7 separate regions of the Mus musculus genome follow, and regions 1, 2, 3, 4, 6 and 7 are each linked to region 5. The links are chromatin contacts, called in public Hi-C, HiCAR-type and HiChIP or PLAC-seq maps. All regions are on one chromosome and are shown on one strand. Each heading gives the region's core, a stretch centred on a gene start, on an enhancer-like site or on the middle of the called end of the contact. The rest is flanking DNA. Distances are from core to core; before and after follow the strand shown. Region 1 has its middle 3.7 kb from the start of Gm33659. Region 2 overlaps Tead1 (TEA domain family member 1). Region 3 overlaps Tead1 (TEA domain family member 1). Region 4 overlaps Tead1 (TEA domain family member 1). Region 5 overlaps Gm39070 (a long non-coding RNA gene). Region 6 has its middle 21 kb from the start of Arntl. Region 7 has its middle 17 kb from the start of Gm33659.

Evidence for each region. Hi-C and Micro-C count contacts between places; a contact is called where the count stands out from the background. HiCAR-type assays count read pairs that join an accessible place to other places. HiChIP or PLAC-seq counts read pairs in DNA pulled down with a chosen protein or histone mark.
Region 1: a FOXA1 HiChIP or PLAC-seq map of pancreatic cancer cells shows a contact between it and region 5. The contact joins two enhancer-like sites. A contact is called at or near these places in 4 of 115 datasets of contacts at active chromatin or transcription factors (the NIH/3T3 cell line, extraembryonic endoderm stem cells, fibro-adipogenic progenitors and 1 more) and 1 of 9 other capture datasets (embryonic stem cells).
Region 2: a contact with region 5 is called in an HNF4G HiChIP or PLAC-seq map of pancreatic cancer cells. The contact joins two enhancer-like sites. A contact is called at or near these places in 2 of 115 datasets of contacts at active chromatin or transcription factors (extraembryonic endoderm stem cells and pancreatic cancer cells).
Region 3: a FOXA1 HiChIP or PLAC-seq map of pancreatic cancer cells shows a contact between it and region 5. The contact joins two enhancer-like sites.
Region 4: a Hi-C map of the N1E-115 cell line shows a contact between it and region 5, with 4 times the contacts expected there. The contact joins two enhancer-like sites. A contact is called at or near these places in 7 of 484 Hi-C or Micro-C datasets (the 3T3-L1 cell line, B cells, the N1E-115 cell line and 4 more).
Region 6: an H3K27ac HiChIP or PLAC-seq map of trophoblast stem cells shows a contact between it and region 5, with 10 read pairs. The contact joins two enhancer-like sites. A contact is called at or near these places in 4 of 115 datasets of contacts at active chromatin or transcription factors (embryonic stem cells, extraembryonic endoderm stem cells, pancreatic cancer cells and 1 more).
Region 7: a contact with region 5 is called in a HiCAR-type map of fibro-adipogenic progenitors, with 3 times the contacts expected there. The contact joins two enhancer-like sites. A contact is called at or near these places in 3 of 115 datasets of contacts at active chromatin or transcription factors (extraembryonic endoderm stem cells, fibro-adipogenic progenitors and pancreatic cancer cells).

The regions. Positions count from the first base shown.
Region 1 is chr7:113,146,507-113,149,206 of GRCm38.p6, forward strand. No RefSeq gene overlaps it. Among named protein-coding and RNA genes, the nearest start is that of Gm33659, 3.7 kb to the right of the region's middle. Within about 2 kb of position 1,450, at least 142 of the 459 cell types and tissues checked have an H3K27ac peak or open chromatin away from gene starts, as enhancers often do. A contact at or near this core is called in the NIH/3T3 cell line, fibro-adipogenic progenitors and pancreatic cancer cells, where this site is marked.
Region 2 is chr7:112,825,131-112,827,830 of GRCm38.p6, forward strand. All of the region lies in intron 2 of Tead1 (TEA domain family member 1), which reads left to right. Among named protein-coding and RNA genes, the nearest start is that of Rassf10, 130 kb to the right of the region's middle. Within about 2 kb of position 1,276, at least 183 of the 459 cell types and tissues checked have an H3K27ac peak or open chromatin away from gene starts, as enhancers often do. A contact at or near this core is called in pancreatic cancer cells, where this site is marked.
Region 3 is chr7:112,719,217-112,722,206 of GRCm38.p6, forward strand. All of the region lies in intron 1 of Tead1 (TEA domain family member 1), which reads left to right. Among named protein-coding and RNA genes, the nearest start is that of Tead1, 41 kb to the left of the region's middle. Within about 2 kb of position 1,610, at least 151 of the 459 cell types and tissues checked have an H3K27ac peak or open chromatin away from gene starts, as enhancers often do. A contact at or near this core is called in pancreatic cancer cells, where this site is marked.
Region 4 is chr7:112,867,695-112,870,394 of GRCm38.p6, forward strand. All of the region lies in intron 9 of Tead1 (TEA domain family member 1), which reads left to right. Among named protein-coding and RNA genes, the nearest start is that of Rassf10, 85 kb to the right of the region's middle. Within about 2 kb of position 1,252, at least 59 of the 459 cell types and tissues checked have an H3K27ac peak or open chromatin away from gene starts, as enhancers often do. A contact at or near this core is called in the N1E-115 cell line and embryonic fibroblasts, where this site is marked.
Region 5 is chr7:112,203,129-112,206,000 of GRCm38.p6, forward strand. Gm39070 (a long non-coding RNA gene) reads left to right here. Exons shown (of 3, transcript XR_001778349.2): 3 at 762-864. Among named protein-coding and RNA genes, the nearest start is that of Gm39070, 5.0 kb to the left of the region's middle. Within about 2 kb of position 1,328, at least 94 of the 459 cell types and tissues checked have an H3K27ac peak or open chromatin away from gene starts, as enhancers often do. A contact at or near this core is called in the N1E-115 cell line, the NIH/3T3 cell line, embryonic fibroblasts and 3 more, where this site is marked.
Region 6 is chr7:113,185,095-113,187,888 of GRCm38.p6, forward strand. It overlaps a transcript of Arntl not described here. Among named protein-coding and RNA genes, the nearest start is that of Arntl, 21 kb to the right of the region's middle. Within about 2 kb of position 1,512, at least 109 of the 459 cell types and tissues checked have an H3K27ac peak or open chromatin away from gene starts, as enhancers often do. A contact at or near this core is called in pancreatic cancer cells and trophoblast stem cells, where this site is marked.
Region 7 is chr7:113,167,596-113,170,295 of GRCm38.p6, forward strand. No RefSeq gene overlaps it. Among named protein-coding and RNA genes, the nearest start is that of Gm33659, 17 kb to the left of the region's middle. Within about 2 kb of position 1,271, at least 40 of the 459 cell types and tissues checked have an H3K27ac peak or open chromatin away from gene starts, as enhancers often do. A contact at or near this core is called in fibro-adipogenic progenitors and pancreatic cancer cells, where this site is marked.

The DNA of each region.
Region 1 (2,700 bases), core at 200-2,699, 940 kb after region 5:
GTTTGTTGACTGCATGTGTCTGGGAGCCGAGGAAGGTTTCAGAACAGATGACGCCATCTGAATATGCATTGGTTTGGAAGTTTCAGTAGGATGGGGAAAGAGAAACTGGAGAATGTGGTGGACACCGGGCAGGGAGGGTAGGCAGCACCAGCATGGCAGACAGACACTGCAAGCTTGAGGACCACAAGAAGAGGCAGTAGTGGGCCAATTCTGAGCTTTCTCCCCGTCTCCAGGCTGACATGTAGCTCGGTCACACGGGTGACCGCACCCTTCCTGAAGTTTGTGCCATGTGTCATCACGGCACAAAATGTTACTCTGTGACTGAGAACAGGGCTACTGAGTCAACAGCTTTCCTAAAATGACGGGTTTGGGGAGGAAATTAAAATTAAAAATTAGCACTTGCTGACAAGCCTGAGCACCTGAGTTGGATCCGTGAGAGCCTCTTTGTAGAGAGAAATAACTGATTCTTGAAAGTTGTCCCCTGGTCTCCACACCCTTATTGTGGCACAAAACCTTCCCCCAACTAATACAATCAATCAATCAATGTATGCTAAGGAAAATTAAGCCAAAGCCACTTGAGAAACAGATATCCTCAGACAACACTTTTGCCAACTTGGTGGTATCAAATTATTAGACATTAAGGACCTGTGCGTAAGGATTCAGTTGATTATAGGATCCACTCTCAATTCTGTGACCTTGAGTGGAGGAGAGAACATAGTTTATCTGGCCTCAGCTTCTTTATCGAGAAAATGGCATAATAATTTCTACCTCAGCACCAGCAGTAAAGAGTCAATGGATAAAATGTGCAGTGGTCCTGATGAGGGCCCTCAGAGCATCGCTGCCTTCTCTTCTTCCTGTGAGGTCCTTTAAGAGTTAACTCACAGAACAAATAGGCACAAAACCTGTGGCGTTTGGAAGAAGCTTGTGGGTGGACTTCCAGGCAGAAAGGGAAGTAGCTCGAGATACCACCCCATTAATGCTGACTAACTCCCCTGGAATTAAGTGAAGGACAAAGGAGCTTAATTCAGTGGGATCTCAAAGAAACAGTGTGTGTGTGTGTGTGTGTGTGTGTGTGTGTGTGTGTGTGTGCGCGCTTGTGAATCCTTTCCAAAGCCCACAGCCTCCTCAACAGGGCAGGGCCACCGTGGGTGGAACTAAGGGTTTCAGAACAATGGCAGGGATTCTAATCTCTCAGAAGAGCAGGGTAGCTGGGAGGCAGAGGAAGGTTGGGGTGGGTAGACTTCCCTGTGACTCTCCAGCTCTGGACTAAAGTGCTCAGGTTTGGGGAGGTTCCCAAGGTTCCTTGGCCATGCTGAATCAAGTGTCAGCCTAGGCTGATTCACAGCTTGAGACGCTGGCAGCTTGCAGCAGACCGGCGGGCCGGGCCGGCAGCCCAAGAGTGAGCTCATTAGCCACAGTGGACCCTAAGCTATGCCGAGTCGCCCAGGCTGCTTCGGTCTGTGAGGCATAGAAGCTTCGTGCCTGAGTCAGGACTGCACCAGCTTCCCAAATCACTGTCTCTGGAAGGGAGTTCCAAAGGCACTTGTCACTGAGTTCTTGGTGGTCCCAACATCCTGTCACAATTCTCTGCAAAAGGCTAATGACAAGTGATGTCATTCTATCCCTTAGTGAAAAGAGCACATGATTATATTCATGAAGTAGAAGCCCAGCCTTGGTCAGACACTGGGCCCCAGTCTGAGGTTTTGAAAATGTGGTTGTCATTAACAAGCCAGATGGAGACCTTCCTGTCTGCGGTACAAAAATCCACAAGACACAGCTGGCCTGCCTGACCTCAAAAAGGGCTTCTAGAAGAGTTTCTGTCCCGGAGAGAGGCAGACAGCAAGACAACCAGAGTACATTCATGCAAGGCCTTGGGCAATGGGGCATGTCTGTAATCTCAGCACTTGGGAGGCTGAGGCAAGGGGATCCGAAGTCCAAATCCAGCTTGTGTTGTGCTCTGAGGTACCGTCTCAAAAGATAAAAAGTATATATGAAAGAAAAAAGGAAGGCAGGAAAACATTCATACATGTGCACACACCCCATCTGTACACACACACACACAAACACACACGCAGACATGCACATACACATATACATACATACATACATACATATTCACACACATTGTCTATTTTTTTTAAAAATCAAAAAACAAAAGATATTCCTCCAAGGAAATCTGATGATTTATCTGATGACCAACTGGGCTACAGAACACCAGAGTTTAATGATGTCCCTTAAGGACAACCACATACCGAGAAGGTGTCTCTTGGGTGTGGGTGACTTGAAATAATCACCATTTGCTAACTTGTTCTTCCAGGGAAGTGTGTCAGCCTTGGGTGAGCGAGTCTACCACTGGAGTACGCACTTTTCCTCAGAGAGGCGCCTGCTCTCTCAAGCATCTCTCCATGGCTCACGGTGGTTTGATGAGTCACGTTAGTGAGCTGCCTTTGAAACAGAGGTTCCTTCCCAGAATCCTCTTCTAAAACACTTCCATAATGCTGTTATGTTACTAGTCTTGCAGGAGTTCAAGAAGGCTGAATTCTGCATCCTATTGGGTGTCTTCCCCTTTCTTTTCCTTTCTTCTCCCTCTTTGTCCCTTCTCTCCTCTTCTGATGAACACATGCCATGTACCGGAGGGCAGGATGGAATGGTCTTGTAGACTTGATCTAGGTCCTTTGCTGGCTTCCTTCATGAGTCAGA
Region 2 (2,700 bases), core at 26-2,525, 620 kb after region 5:
CCCAGTATTAGGAATCTGTGACAAGTAGAGTGACTACTACTTTCCCTTGTCAGTGAGTCCATCCATAAAGCCCACTAGTCACTTTGCACCAACACTTAGCCTGGCTGCTGCCTCCTCTGTCACCACTACCACCATCAGATTGTACAGGCGTAGGGGTTGTGTTTGGGGGTGCAAGAAAGACTATTGTTTCTAGACACCCAAGTATGGCCGCAGACAAACCCGCAGAGCAGCATGTCCGGGAGGGAGCATGTGTCTACTCAGAGCGCCAGATCAACCCCAATAGTTTTTCAGGGATGCTAACCCTCTTGTAACTGCCAAATTGGATTTGTCGCTGAATGAAGTATCAGCTGCTGCGGACAAGGCCATAAAAGCCAGCCGGCTGGCCCCTTTGTAGGCGAGGCTTAGCCAACGATTGATATGTTTTAGCACTTTCAGAATTATTGTGATTAGGAGGAAACCATTCTGAATGAGAGAGAAAAGGGGGAAGGACTTACAGTCACAGCTGGTGAGCAGCGTGTGTTTGCAAAGAGGAAGTCACCATTATGGCTTTCTCCTGGTTCCTGCCCTCAGTGAATAGTGTGAAATCTCGGGAGGAGGAAGTCCTGTCCCTACTAGAGTCTCCTCTGCAGGATCTGGAATGTTTAGGATTTGAGAAGCCTGTGCGTTTAGACATCAAGGTGTGTGCATGTGCGCAATACACAGTGGCTAAATGCACACTGGTCACCACGTGTGAGTGAATTGAGTTAATTAACTGTAGAGCTATCACTAGTAACAATGAATGTCTTATCTTAGATTTCCCACACCTGAGGTTCTATGACGCACTTTTAAAATAAGACTCTTTGTCACCTGTCCTCAGGGTGGCCTTGCAGGTTAAATGGGAAGACACAGTGCCTGGTTTAGGCTGTCCAGGTATCATACAGTGTTTTTAGACCGAATATTTTTAGGTACCACCCGTCCTAGGAACTCTTACCCTGATCGTGCACCAGCCAGGAGGCAGCTCTTGGAGTGGCTCAGAGCTGTGTGGCTTTCCCAGCATTCCCAAATACACATGGATTGGCTGCCTCTCTCGCAGTCCCCGAGGGCACCCCATTCCAGTTCAGAGTTTGCTCAGCAATACAACTCAGGAAAGAGGCCGGCTTGCCAGGTCCCGGGGAGAGCCTTTCCAAGCCTGTGAAAAGCACGAAGCATCCAGCAGCCGAGCCTGCTTACAGCTGGCCCTCCTGGCCCTCTGCTAGCTTTGATCTGCGAATCAGGCCGCACCATGAATGCCCTTATTGTCATGTTCTGTGTACACAGTGTGTGAATTATTGAAAATAGGGAGGCCTGGGCCTCATCTGGTAGAGATTACAGTGCAGGCATGCTGGGCGAAGGTCTGTAATTGAAAATCCCCAGATGCTGTTTATTTGCCCTTTGTCACATGACCTGCAGCAGGAAGATTGTCTGAACAAAACGCTGCCTGCGTGGAGAGTAGAGCCTGCCATCCCCCACCCCAGAGCTTCCACAGGCGCAGTCAGTACACAGCTTAAACACCTGCCCGGAGGATTTTTAAAGGCTTAAAATAGATTCGCTCATAGCATTTAAATAGAAGGCATCTTGCTTGTTGGTTTAAACTGCTTAAGCGGTTGTTGACTTGTGGAACCTTCTATCCACACGAGGGTTTGCTGGATAATTTCACTTTGAGATATCTTTACAAAGCAGAATTCAAGGCTAGAGCCATATAAGGCTATGACGCATGGGCTCTTGAGTGTAGTGGGTGAGCTAGCAGATGTATAGTCCTTCTATCTTTAGAAAACATTATGGATACCCAGCATATGGCCCTGAGTTAGTGAGTTGATTCTTACCTGTTTGACCTGTTGTGAAGAAAAGATGTTTCCTGGAAAGTATTTTCTCAAAGGCCAACTTACCTTTTTGTCAGGTGGATTGGGGCAGATGCTACTTCTAAAAGCTATGAAGGCCACCAGAATTTTAAAAAAAAAAGGAAAGCCAGGTGTCCCAATACAAGCCTCTCAGCCAACTACTCCAGGCTTAAGACTGAGAGATAACTTCATAGACAATTTTCAACACCAGCCTAGGCATCGTGGGGAGGCCCTGTGTCGGCCGGATGGATGGGTAGGTGGGTGGGTGGGTGGATGGATGGCGGATGGGTGAATGGATTCTGAAGATACAAGGTTCTTAGTTTTCTGAGTTTATTACACTCATCCTACCTCTGGTCCTTTGTCTCACCTGCCGCTCAGAGGGGAGGGAAAGTCACAGGTAGTTCAGTATTCCACAGTCTTTCCACCCAGATCCTGTTGTACCTTAAGGACGGGAGCCCTGGCTTTTCCTTCTTCTGCCAGCATGGAGCTCTTTCATGTTCCCCGTGGAGAGAACACATCAGATGACTGCTTCTTCTGCCCCACCGTGCTGCTCTTCAGAGTAAAAGTGTTACAGGAAGAGATGGAAACCAGCATCAGTATGGCGGCCGATCGTAGCCTCTCCTGAGGTGCTGTGAGCCAGGAAGACAGTAGTCTCTGGAATCAGAATATGGCCCCTGCTTTCATGAAGCCCAGAATTTGTCAAGGAAATTGGGCAAATCCGTATACCATATCACCAGGCAGTTCTTGTACAGTATCCAGAGAGTCAGGAACTGGTGATCAAAAGGTCCTTCTAGTGGTCATGATGTCCTAGGCCGTGGTGTCTTAGGAACTTAGACATTATTGT
Region 3 (2,990 bases), core at 360-2,859, 520 kb after region 5:
ACCGTAAGCAAATGCTTTTCTCATGGCTGTCTTTCTCAGGATGACTTTTGATGGTCTCACCCTGCATCCTACAGACTGACTGAGTTTACTTTCCCAGTTCTTTGTTGTTGGGTATTTAGATGTCTCTCCTCCCCCTCCCCCCCCCCCCGATTTTATGATGTTAATAAATGATACTTTGAGATGCAGACTTACTGTGATTGTAGATTATTTTCTTAGGGTCAGTTTCCAGAAGCAGGATTTGATGAGTTAAAAGACAAAAGAATTTTTTTAGTTCTCAATGGCTACTGACTCCTAAGTTGTTTTCCAGAGGAGTGTCTGGAGCTCCACTGTGCTGCAACATTGTGGCCCACTGCAGATGCTGAGTGTTTTACAAAGGCTTGGGTCAGGGGTGCACGTGTTCAGTTCTTTCTTGGATCGTGGAAAGGTTGCATATGGCTTGACTTATTCTTCTTCTTAAGCTTTTATTTCCTTTGCTTTTTATGGGCAGCTCCTAGCTAGCTAGCTCAGGTCAATTTTTTTTCCCCCTATGTAGAATTTTTTAGATTCCGGGATTTTACAGATAAAATACAAACCAACTAAATTAACAACTGAGCCCAAATGTCCATCTGTATAATAAATACTTTGGACATATTTTATGGTTGGATTAGCTGTTTGTGATCTTAACTTCCTTACAGGTCACGAGTTAATAGGGTGACATTCGGAGAGTTGGGGGTCTTTTCCTCTTCTTTTTAGACTTCTCTTTGTTCTCCCCCCACCCCCCCGCCCCGCTCCCATTTCCTGTCCCCACCCCCATGCACTATGTTTGTGTCTTTGGAGATAAAAACATAAAAGGAATGGTTTTTAGTCACACGCCTTCAACTCTCTCACAACGCAGCTTTCCTAAATGATGTACTATAGACTGAGAAGAGAATCGCGGCATTGTAACAAATAGCCTGTGACTAAAGCAGGAAATCTCAGAGAGGTGTGTTTGAGGGTGTAATCCTAGCTGGTAGTATGGGGGAGTCTGACGTGTTTTTCAAGTTGGTCTTGACTCACCCTGTTCTTTCTGGAATGTTTGCTATCCTCAGTATGACAGCGTCGCCTTGATGACAGGCTCTCTCACTGGGCCATGCATACCAGGGCCCCAGAACTGGTTTGCTTATTTGCCTGGGGAGAACTGTGGAAACACCCCCTGCAAGGGGGGGGGGGCTTGCCACAGCAGCACTCAGCGTCTGACGGGCACTCGGTGACTGGGCTCCAGGCTTGCACTGGGGATGCCAAGGTTAGGTCTGGCCTCACAGTGCCGCCCTCTCCTCCAACCCTCCCTCACTCCTCCCTCACTTAATGGTGGCCGCTCTACCTGGGTGATGCTGGCCGGGTGCTTGCCTGGTGGGAGAATCTAAAGTTGGCAGTGTAGCCGGGTGTGCGGTGGCTCTGTTGCTATTTAATTTGTTAATGAAACACGGAGCCCATCCCCCCTCCTGCACACCTCTCCGCTGTTTGCGATGAGGCACAATTAATTTATTTGTGCTGTCTGTGGAGGCGGATGGCGGCTAATGCAGTGAGGGCTTTTATCTTTACGTTTGTAATGAAGAGGAGCAGGCTGCTGGCAGATTGACAAGGCTTACAGATGACTCACTAGCCGGCTGCAGATGCTTTCTTCTGAAATAATAAAATGTGCACTCGCAAGCCGGGTTCCTGCGTGAAACAGGCAGAGCTGGTTTGGGAAAGTTCATGCAGAAGAAAGAAGAAGAAAAAGGCGGGAAGCTCCCTGTGGGCTGCCTGGCCCGACTGGCTGGACTGGGGCAGGGCTCCTCTTGCCCTTTTTGGAAGGGGAACTCCTAGCCTCCCCTCCCTGCTCACTCTCCAGGTTGGCTCATTTCTGTTGCCGCAGACACCATGCTCACAACCACCTCTCTTGGGGTCCTATCGTGAATCACGTGGTGAGGCCTGCCTAGGAGGCCCCAACGTTTGCAGCCCATTTGCTCTCAGCCTGCAAGTGTATCTGGGGTTCCTCTGGCCTTTGTGTCTCTGGGTCTGGGCTTTGGTGGTGGCCTTGTTTATCATGAGTGACATTCTGTCACCTACTCTGACATAACAGTTACTATAGCAGTTTATCTAATAACTGCTACTTAATTCAGGAAAACTGCATTTTCTAAGTTGGAGGCATGTGGACTAAAATGACTATTCTCTTGACTTTCCAGTTGGGATATTCTGACATTGAAACGTTTTGTGAGTTGGATTTGTTTTATTCCTCATTCTAGAGATGAGGAAATGGAGATGGGTAGAGATTAAAATAATGTGTCTGTAATCACAAGGGAAGGTACTGACCTTGAAAGCCAAATGTCCAAAACTTGACCTTAAGATCTTTCCATGACACTGATATTCTAAGGATGAAATAAAACATTCATAAATGGCTGACCATTGCAGTTTAAGAATTAGATGAGATTATCTATATATCTATATATATTTATGGTATATTTCTATAGTTCTGTAGGCTAGCTGGAAACCACAAGATACTTAAAAGTTACCTTTTAAGCGTACCTGCAGTTCATGTGGTTTAGGCAGGTGGATTGTCCTGTGTTCGAGATCAGCCTGGGCTGGACTACAGACCGTGACCCCTTAGAACCAATGGGTATGGGGGAAAGCTGAAAGTCTGCTATGGGTCTGAGAAATGCATTGTAAAGTATACTTAAGTACTGAATCAGTTGCAGAGGGCCAAGTGTCAGCGTCCAGTTGCACCTGTCTCCTGTGCCAGCAACACAGACATGAACATGTTATCCTAACTGAGCCAGAAGGAGCTATGGGGATCTTACAGATGGAGCGACTCTGAGGATACTATTCACTTATCTAACCCATGCATGCCCACAATAATCAGCTGAGCTCCCACCGGGCTGGGAGACAGGCTTAGGCTGTGAGCAGAACATGCAGGCCTGTCTCCAAGGAACTTGCAGTCAGTGGAGGAGAACACAGTTGAGCAGGCACTGCCATGGCCAGTGACAGGAACAGTA
Region 4 (2,700 bases), core at 2-2,501, 660 kb after region 5:
CGTGTGAGTCATTTGTCCTTGCCTAAGGGATCCCAAATCCTCTCAGGAGACTTCGGCCTCTGACCCAGCTCTTACTGATGTTCCACAGAAGTACCATCAGATAACCTGAGTCCTTCCAGTAAAGCAATCGGGCCAACATAGGCCCAAAGATGATTTAATTTTCTTATCTTTATAGCTCCTTTCAAAAGCTTAAGTTCCCAGATCCAGTTAAATTCCTTTGTCAGACCGCAGTTCTGACGTTGGCTGGTTCTGGAAATGTCATCTGAACAAGTAAAAGCAAACCAGCATGTAGGAGCCTTTGTGTGAGGAGGGTGTAGAGTTGAGGATGGGTACTGAGTCAGCTGAAGGTTCCAGGCCTCAGGCTATGCAGGGGGTGCTAGAGCACTTACCTTGTCTCATTGAGGGGCGTGGCCATCTGGGCCAATCCCTTTCAGATTCTGTTGCAACTCTCTCTTTCACTTGACCTTCACATTGACCCCTGGAGAAGACCCAGCCATATGTGTCATTTTTGTGTTCAGATGGCACACAGACCAGGTCGCACAGCTCATACATAGAAGGTTCCTACCTGTGCATTCTTAGCATCCTTGACACTTAGAATACTTCATCCCAAAGTATATCTGATCCTCCAGGAGGGTGCTGCCGCTTGGTTTGATGGTTGTCTCGGGCTGGGTGGATCTCTTGGGTTTTCCTCTGTGGTCTTCCAGGGGGACCTGAGAGATGGGGTGGCATCCAAGGCTCTGCATGATGGCCAGACGTGGTGTGATCCCTCAGCTCTCGCCATAGTGAAGGATGCTAAGTTGTCCCACACCAGCACACAGCTTCCCATGGCTGCAGCCTGTCTGCTGGGTGGTTTATATTCTCTGAGCTGGTCTGGGAACTCACCCTCTTTCTTCATTAGCCTTTGGGGAAGAGGCAATTGAAAGCATCTGGAAATGCAGGTTTTATAGACATTTCACAGAGACCCAGCCAGGCTCCATCTGCTTTTCTTGGCGGGTCAGCTTCCCTCCCGCTTGCCATCCCAGTGCCTACCCTTCATTCAGCCATGGTGTCTCTTCAGCTGCACTGGGTGGAAAGAGGAAGCAGGAAGGAGGCATCCCGGTATAACACCCTGAAACTACAAGGGATCGAGCAGCTTGTTGGGTTTAAGCTCTGGAGGAAACTGGTTCACCTTCTCTCTGGCAGCCTCATAGAGACCCATGCAATCCCCATCCTCTCCTGGCTGAATCTGCAAGTCACTCTCTTGGCTTGACTCCACACCCACTCCCTGCCATCAAAGGCTGCCCAGGCCACCCTGAACCCTCAGGTTCAGACAGACAGTCCAGGCTGGATCGTGACAGGAAGCAAAGGCAGGTGATTTGTCCTCTCTCTGATTCAGCTTAGACATTAGTATCCTTCGACATGAATTATTTGTCTTGGTTTCTTTAAATTCCTAAGTGGATTATAATTTTTCTCTTGGTATTATTTGACAGCAGTCATTTTTCAAGGTTTTACTAAGTTCTTCAAATACTTGAAATTTTTGGGAGAAGTTTAGGAAAATATCGCCACCTTCAGGTGGTTTGCTGTAGTGCAGCTCTCAGCTCTATCCCAGGGCACAGAGGGTTATTTGTAGTTTTCCCCTCCCCTCCCCTCCCCTCCCCTCCCCTCTCCTCCCCTCCCCTCCCCTCCCCTCCCCTCCCCTCCCCTTCCCTTCCTCCTTCCCTGCCTCTCTTTCTTCTTTCAAAAATGAAGCGGTCACATTGGAATTCCCTAAATAAGATAGATCATCAGTCCTATTGAGGAAAGAAAAAGGGTTGGGGAGAGAAAGGAAAACCTTGAAGCCCCGCTAGCCATTGAGATCTACTGTCTCAAACTGGGTACATCCCCAGCTGCTCCATCTCATTTTGGAGGACAGGCCTTTTATGCTTCCTCAAAAGGAGCCTCCTGGGTTAGAGTCTGCTATCCTAACGGAAATCAGAAGCTTGGTCATGAACCCACCTCAGCTCCAGTAGTGACAGTAAATAACCTCATGACAGTGGGAATCACCCCGATGAACCTGGCACTTCCCGCCCTGCAGTTCTGTTTTAAGCTTTTCTTTCCATTTCGTAGCTGTTTGAGGGAGTGCACCGATGGTCTCTCCTCAAGTCGGGGACTTTTTTTTTTTTTTTAAAGTACACTGTAGCTGTCTTCAGACGTACCAGAAAAGGGCGTCAGATCTCATTATGGGTGGCTGTGAACCACCATGTGGTTGCTGGGATTTGAACTCAGGACCTTCACAAGAGCAGTCGGGTGCTCTTACCCCCTGAGCCATCTCTCCAGCCCAAGTCGGGGACTTTTACAGTCATGGAATAAAGAGTATCCATGACAGACTCTTGGACAGGCCCAGTTGATAATGTAGTTTCCGTGCATTCTCTCACTAGTCACTAGATTCTCATGCAGGGAAGGCACTGCCTTAGAATGGAGGCAGCTGGGGTAGAGAGGCAGAAAGCCCCAGCCAAGAAGTTTCTAGAAAGTGGATGGAATCAGCTGCAAATCCAGACTGAGAACTCAGCCAACTCCAGCGTCCAGGTCTCTTCATTCCTCTATGGTTTCCATAGGCAGTGAAGATCAAATGGAGCAGGGACCCGGAAGACAGAAACCTTGCTTCAGTGAGGAGGACTGTTGACCCCTCCAGCACCTCCTGTCTGTGACTCTCAGGATTTTCATTCAACCTTTCAGGCTCGT
Region 5 (2,872 bases), core at 78-2,577:
TGCACCACGGCTCAGGAGTAGCCCGGGGATGTCTGAGCCCAAGCTAGTGGCTGGCAAATGAGGCTCATACCCACTTTCTTCCATCCTGTCTACCTCAAGGTACCCATTGCATGTCAGCTCCAAATGGGAACAGAGGATGATGCGAGCTCGGGCACCTTCTTAGAGGCTCGCTTTTAGTATGCATTTCCAGAAAGCTTCCTGGTACAGATCAGATACTCCCTGACTTACCTGGCCCACCCGAGGTTGGCATCAGAAGCCAAAGTTCCAAGGGAGACAGCGTGGAATGAGCCATCTCCACAGCTCCCAGAAGCTTTGTTCAAGGGACAAGTCCCCTTTTGGGGTGACTGGGGAGTGGTAAAGCCAATTTCGAATGAGTTTAGTCTCTAGAATGCTGGCCACCTGAAGATGTGGTTTTCAACTAGAACGTTCCCCTTTCCTGTCCCTCCTTTGTCCCTGGAGGACTCAGGTTGGAAGCCCTGCTCTCCCCTCCTTCACCAGGGATTGCTAAAGGTGGGTCAAACAGTCAAGGAGGCCAGAAGATGTTGGTGGCTGTGATGGGTAATACTGATGGTCAGCTTTCCAGAACATAGAATTGAAGAGACAACCCCCTGGGTGTGTCGTCTGTAAGGGGCTTTTCTAGATACAGTTAACTGAGGTGGGAAGGCCCCGCCCTGATGTCAGATGGCACCAATCCTACTGCACAAAAAGGGGAAAGCTAGCTGAACCCCAGCTATTCATCTCTCTTTGTTTCCTAACTGCAGATGCAACATGCTGGACCAGCTGGCTCACCCTATCATGATGGAGTGAGCCAAAATGAAAATAAACGGGCCCATCTTTCAAGTTGTTTTTGTCAAGCATTTTGTCACAGCCAAAGCAACACAGTGGCCTTATGGAGAGTCTTGGCAATGGATACCTTGACACCTGGTCCAAGGTATTCATTCCAGGCCAGAGACAGCAGGAGCAACGACACAGGAAAGCAAAAGGGCTTGGAGGTGGAGCTTTGTCAAACCCTGGCCCAGTCTCCTCTTCCTCCCTGGGTGCAGGAGCTGCTCATGCGCCTGTGAGCACAAAAGTCAGCGAGGCAGGGAGTTCCCATCAAATGCAACTGGTTAGATCCTGGGACCAGCCATGCATGGGAAGGTCTGAGTATGAAGGCGTTTGCTTGCTTGTTTGTTTGTTTGTTTGTTTGTTTGTTTGTTTGTTTTGCACAAACTAAATTAAAGGCAAGGATGGGACATGTGCGAAGGATCCTGAGCACTGCTGCAGCAGGAAGCCTCCGTTTGTGAGGCAGTGAAATCACCGTATATGGCCTGAGAGGAAATCCTCAGCAAAGATGCAAATAGGTCACCAAGTAATAGCAAAACTATGCAGCTGACTGGAGATGCTGTGCAGCCTCTGCAGCTGAGCAAACTCCAGGACCAAGAGGGCCACAGAGGATGGGGCACAGGAGACTCTCCCTTGTGCCGCTGCCCCCCCCCAGCCAGTGTCTAGCCCCCTCGTCCTATCTCCCCATTGGGATCTGTCCCTAGTCTCTCCAGAGTCCCCTTGTTCCAAGTGGCTGAGATCAGGCAGGGACAGGAGTTTGTTGGACTCTTGCTGGTGACTAATGCAGTACTTGAACAGGAAACAGACTGCAAAAGACTTAGGAGACACTATAATTAGCTCATGTCCTAAAAACACTCACTTGGGAAGAAATGGAATTAACACACTGGGAGGAGGAGGAGATACAGCTCCCAAGCAAGCTGAGGCATCATCCAGGAAGTGAGCCTTCCTCCTAGGCAGCTGCCACACTGAGTGTACCCAGCTCTGCTCCCGGAGCCGACCACCAAGCAAGCCCTGCTTACTGCCAATAAGATTGTCTGTGGTTCTGGATAAGCCAGATTCACAGGGACGTGATATACTAGGATATGCATGAAGGACTGAGATTCGGAGTTCAAGAGGGTGAAGGCTCTTGCTTTGGGCTATTACGGATTGTATGTAAACATTTTCTCATAGGCTCATGTGCTGGAGCACCTGGTCTCCAGCTGGTGGCTCTGTTTTGGGAGACTGTGGAGCCCATAGGGGCCATGGTCTAGAAGGAGGAAGTGGATCTTTAGTGGCTTTCCATATCCTTTTCCAGTAGATTCCTTCTCAACTTCATGTCTTTGGTCATAACCTACTAAGTATAGTGAGTTATGTATAGTGGGGCCACATCCTTAAGGAAGATTGATTCACATTACTGTGACAAAATATCTGGGGGGGGGAGGGACAACTTAAGTGGGGGGTGGGTGTTTTGGCTCACAGTTTGAGGATATATAGTCCATCACCACGGGAAACCATACATCTGGCCCATGGTCACAGGAACACCTGGCAGCCTCTTTGTACCTTGTATCACTAACTGCAGAGCACATACAGAAACCTTCATTTAACCCTCCAGGCCCTCTGCCCAGAGGCCTACTGCAACTATCAACTGCTAATAGCTCTTCAGTAAGGCGCGGGACCTGGGAAACTCTGGCTGGTTTGATCCTGTGCAGGTAAGGACAGCAGATGTAAGTTCACAAGTACAGTCGCCATATCACGTCCAGATGGCAGCATAAAACAGAGCTCCCCCCCCCATCCTCCTCTGTGATGTTCCCTGAGCCTTGGGGCGTGGGTGACAGGGTAGGGCTGGGTTGATATAGATGTCCCATTTGATGTTCAGCATTCTTGTTAAGTATTTGGACACAGTTACAAGAAAAAAATAAGATCCCGGAGAAGCACAAAGTAGAGGTGATGATACTTTAAGAAAATCTCTTCTGATTGCTTCAGATTCCTCTATAAGCCAGGCTGCAGTGATCCTAGCAGCCTGAATCCAGTGATGGAGTAGAGAGCAAGTCAAGAGAATTGGCCTTGG
Region 6 (2,794 bases), core at 262-2,761, 980 kb after region 5:
TGCCAAAGAAGCTGACCCTGCCTGAGCAGGAGAGCAGTGTTCTAGGTCCACAGAGTGTCACTGCAGGTTGAAGGGACAGTGTGAAGGAAAGATACAGAGCCTGAAACCACCAATGCTTCCAGGAAGCAGCTGGACCATGTGGTTAGAGGTCCAGGGCATGGCTGGCAATGAGGCTGAGAGTCTATCAGTGTCAAGGACTGTAGGACAGCCTGGCCTGGAAATACCACTGGGTTTTCTCAAGGGAGGGTGTGTACCTTAATTTAAAGGACTCTGAGAGGAGAGAGGTGAGCATATCTGGGTTTCAGAAGAGCCTTCTGCTGCTGGGTGAAATAGCAGAAGCTAGGCAAAACTCTTGTTTGAGACCCTCTGTAGATCTTCGTCCAGATCTTCCCCGTTAGCCCCCAACCTGGTCTCTTATATCATTGACTTTAGATCAGTGCAGCAGAGAAAGCAGAGCCATCCATCACTGCTCATCCCCCACTACCCCGTGGACCTGCCCTATCTCCAGGGATGAGACTCTGGGTAGTGAGGCCATGACCTGATGATGCCCTTGCACACCCCCAAGCCCTGCCAAGGAGAAGCCTTCAGCTGAGACAGAGCTAAGACTTGGCTTCAGAGTCCTTCCCAGAGAAGCCACAAAAAAGCCGACCTCTCACCTGCCCCGGAGACTATCCACTCCCAACTGAGCTATTTCCTAAGCTGTGCTTTCTCACTGACTTAATATTTCAGTTTGGGAAAGCCTCTGCCATTCAGAGGAACAGCCAGAACCTGCAGATAGCCAGACAGCACGTTGAGATGGCACGCTGGTCCCTTGAGACTTTTGGAGAGAAAGATGCCATAATTTCAAGTCACTCACAAAGTCAGTGAATTTGAACCCCTCACAACTCTGAAAACAAGCATGGATCTCTACTTCCAGAGACTGTCCCAATTTCTGCCCACTGTTGTCTGCTGCCCAGTGGCTGCTCTGGGAAAGCGCATCCCACCTAGGTACTGACCCCACTCCACCCACCCAGATGGGGCAACTATCTGTCACATATCAGTTGCTTTGTTTTTCTAATTGTTGGCCTGTTTTGGAAACACTCTCCTAGACTCCTGTGTGAGTCATAGGTTAAGGGGCATGAGTAATTCCTCCGGCACGCCTGGAATAGGAGGGGAGCCTTCCCTTTTGATTTCCGGTCCTAAAAAAAGACAAGCTAGTTCACCCAGAAGGCTAATGAGTTTTGACAGTGAGGGTGGCCTAGCTGGCCTGGAAAGCCACCTTTTGTGCTATAGGGTTTAGCAAAACATTAGTGCCTCCTCTATTTTTCTTTGGAATTATAAAAGGACACCTGTATATCATTTTGCTGGGATGGGCTGAGCCTCTGAGCCCATCCGATGACACTCTGAGCCGTGACACCCGAGGGGCAGAACAACCAGATCTGTTTCTTTTGCTGAGTTGTTGGGAAGGGGGTTGGCCCTCCTCCTACTGGGTTTATTATTGTCAGCAGGGGTGGGGTTTTACCCCCTGCTTACTGAGCAGTGATGATGTGTCCACTCCCGATGGGTGTGGCTCCCTTTGTAGCCAGCACCGACTTCCTGGAGGGAGTGTGATAGAAGAAAGTGACCCCATCTGCCCTGATTCTGAGTGAACTTCAGAAAGGACCAGCTGCTTCGTGGCCTGAGAAACTACAGTGACAAACTACAATGAACTCCAGGGGCCAAATAATGAGGAATGTTCATCGTCTATCCGACATAATTTTGTATAGTTTTTATGTTCTGCAATGGGTACGGTCAGAGGGGAAGATGCAATCTTACTGTTGGTTTACTGGGAATCTTTGTGAGCCCCTTATTTACTGATTGCTTCCTGGAGGCTGCATGACTTTGGGCAAGTCCATTCACTTCTCTTTCCTTGCCTGTGAAAGAGAGTTGACAATAGAGTGGCTGAGGGGTGCGTGTAGGTGATCATAAGCTCCACTCACCACTGTCCCTAGGAAGCCTTGCCATGTGTTGTTGACGCTCACTGCCCTTTTACTGATGCCCGAGATTCCTCAAAACTGTGCTGTGGAGTGATCTAGGCTAAAAGGAAGAATACTGGTCCTGATAAGGAAGGCATTCCATCAAGAAGATACTGGCAGACAATGGTGAATTCACTTGGTTCTCACGTGTCTCTCCAATCTGTTCTCCAGAAAGCACTGACAAGATCTCTGGGTTCTCTATACTTTCTATAAGAGCAGAATAAACGGACAGGTGGAGCTCACTGAGTCTTTCTGAAGGTCAGACTCCTCCCATGCTCTTTGGGCCCCTTACCACCTACCCTGCCTGGTTCTCTACTGGAACCTCCACTTTCTCCACTTTCCCACCAACTGAGTAAGCCCTGCTCATCTGCATAGCTTTGCATGGCCTACACACACACACACAGACACACACAGACACACACAGACACACACAGACACACACAGACACACACACACACACACACACACACACACACACACACACACACACACACTGCTCTATCCAATCACCACAGGTCTCTATTTAAGGTTGCCTCCCCACAGAAGCCCTCCCTGGAAGTCCCTTTGATGTTGTCTACAAGGCCCCTGTTCTGGTTTGGATGTAAAATATCCCCTAAAACAAGGGTTCTCAACTTCTCTAACACTGTGACCCTTTAATACCGTTCCTCATATTATGGTGACCCTCAACCATAAAATTACTTTTGTTACTACTTCATAACTGTAATTTTGCTAATGTTATACATTGTGATATAAATATCTGTGCTTTCCAATGGTCTTAGGTAACTCTTGTGAAAGGGGCA
Region 7 (2,700 bases), core at 21-2,520, 960 kb after region 5:
CTTTTCCATGGAGAGGGCAGATCTGACTAACTGGCAAAATGAATGATGTATGTGGCTGGTGCATCAACGCTGGTCATCAGAATTGCTATGGAGACACAGAAAGCAACCCACAAAGTGTTATGGTCACTGCTAAGTGTTCCTGGGAGATTGCCATGTGTGGGCATGCAGCTTACTTTGACATGCAAAATGCCACAACCAAACTTGAATTAGACAAAATTACCATCTCCCAGGTTTTGTTTGTTTGTTTGTTTCTTTGTTGGATATTTTTTAGTGGAAACAATGTATCTGGCACCATGCAATAGTGGAAACAATGTATCTAGCACCATGCAATGTCATCCTCTCAGAAGCTATATGACCCGAACCCAGAGCCTGGGCCCTAGCGCGTTGTGCTCAAAGAACCCTAAGTCAGTTCAGATATCTAGGGTGCAAACCTACTCCTCATCTATGGAACTAGGGGTGACATGTGGGGGTGTGGAGGTGCTAGTGCCATGGCACTTGTGTAGGAGTCAGAGTACACCTTGCAGGAACTTATGGTCACCTTCTAGCATGAGGGCCCTTGGACTTGAACTCGGGTCTGAAGACTTGGTAGCAAGCCCGTTATCTACTGAGCCATTTCATGGAGCCCATGGTTTGTTTTCCTTTTAAGGTTTGAGTTCTTCATGTATCATACGGTTGAATGATCTTTGGTGCAAATATTTTCTCTGTGTATTATTTGCCTTTTATCTTTACATTGTTGTTTCACATTTTTAACTAGCTTAACATTAATTATAGCCTCTAATTTTAAATGGTTTGTAATATCCCTCCTTTGCATGGGAACTGAGATGCTTGTCTCCAGGGAAGCGCGTCCGTTCTGTTTTGCTTCTTCTCACTCTTAGCTTTGAGATCTGCTCCTTTTAGGCTGGGTGCTGCTACCAGATTCCACTCTGCCCATGGGGAGTAAGTCCTCGTGGTTAGAGTGCCTGTTGTGGGTCCATATCAGTCTCAGGGTGATGGCACGGTGCAGGTCTGTGAACAGAGCTTTTGTACCGGAGCGCCCATATCACATGAAGCTGAGCTTTTGGTGGTAGCCCTTTGCGTGGCTGTGCTGTCTGGCCAGGTCGCTTCACCATCTGGGAACCTTCTTTTGTTCTACCAAAGACGAGATGCAGACACATTAGGATAGAACAGCCAAATGCCAAACTCAGTTTGGAAATTCCTTACTTTAGTCTGATGTTCAAGATGATCTCATTTTTAGTGAGTCAGGAAAAGGAGTGGCGCTATATTAAACGTCTCATTGCAAATCACACTTGGCTAGATGTACCAGAAACTCGGTAGCCATTAAGAGGACTGGAGTATCCCTGCTTAGAAAGACAGGGGGCTGGCTTTTGTCTATCTTTCTCTTTTTTATTACTTTCATTTTTCCCTCTTTCTTTCCTCTTCTTTCCTTCACTTATTTAGTTGTTTTTGCTTTTGTTTTGAGACCGGGCTTATGAAGCAGCAGCTGACCTTTATCTTGCTGTGTAGCTCGGAGTGAACTTGAATTCTCAGTCTTATGGACTCTTCTTCCCAAGTGCTGGGTTCATAGATATGTGTCTGACTGTCCGGACATATTCTAATTTTTCCCAATAGATTTTTGTGTATATTTGTTCCTACAAAGAATATAAACCAGTTTACCTTCTCCTTTTGTGAGGGAGAGAGAGAGAGAGAGAGAGAGAGAGAGAGAGAAAGAGAGAGATTGAGCACTTTGGGAAAGTTAGAGATTGTCAGGTCTCACACAGCATGACCTCAGATCAAAGGAAAGGAAGAAAGGAGACTCCTATCCGGTACCCTCTAGCTATAAGCTGTGTCCTCCAGGTAGGCAGCTGCATGAAGTGGCTAATCACTGGCTTCTTCCACATTGGTCACAAGCAAGAGTTCAGGTTCTGGTCTCCAAGAGGCTGGGCTTGACTCACACCCCAGCTGCACTACTAACAGGCAGTGTGAGCATACAACAGTCAGGCTCGTCTGCAGCATACTGCTCATGTGTACTAAGCTTTGGCTCTCGGGGAAGGTGAGAGTACATGGTATAAATAATGCAGTAGATAGCCTGAAGTCAAAAACCCTCAAAGCCTATTGGCAAAAGATTGCAAACTAGGCTGTGTTTAAAGCAGTTGGCCTTAGAGCACTGAACCTACATTTGAACTAGGGTACCCAAATATTTTATCTGTTAGGTAATGTCTAAGATCATGGAAGTTTCTGGAGGTTTCCAAAGACACATCCACTGACTTCTGAGATGTTTTAGACACCACACACAAGTCATTCATGACTCTCTGAGCAGGTGCCACATGTCTTACTTGTCCTAGCTGGAAACAGCCTTTGACGTGAGAGGCAATGGTGGTCTCCTAAGGATGTGGAGGGTTTCCTGGAGACTGGACAGAGAATCTAGTGCTGCTTCTCCAGGCAGACCACAAGCCACTAGGCCTTAATCCAATCGTAGTAGTCAGCTTGCCATGCTATGGCCCTCTCCCGTGGGTGTTTTCTGCTTGTGTTACAGTCACTCGTGGCCCATGTGGATAAGAGTTTGCTGTTCTCACAACCACCTTGAGGCTAGACCTACCTGTGCAGAGCCAGCCAGACAACTCCAGGAGTAAATGAGGAGGTCAGTGCCACAGAGGTGCTCACGGGTTGTTCTCCAGAGCATGGAGGTTTGCCGCTGCCTTAAATGTCCCACAAACCCCAGGG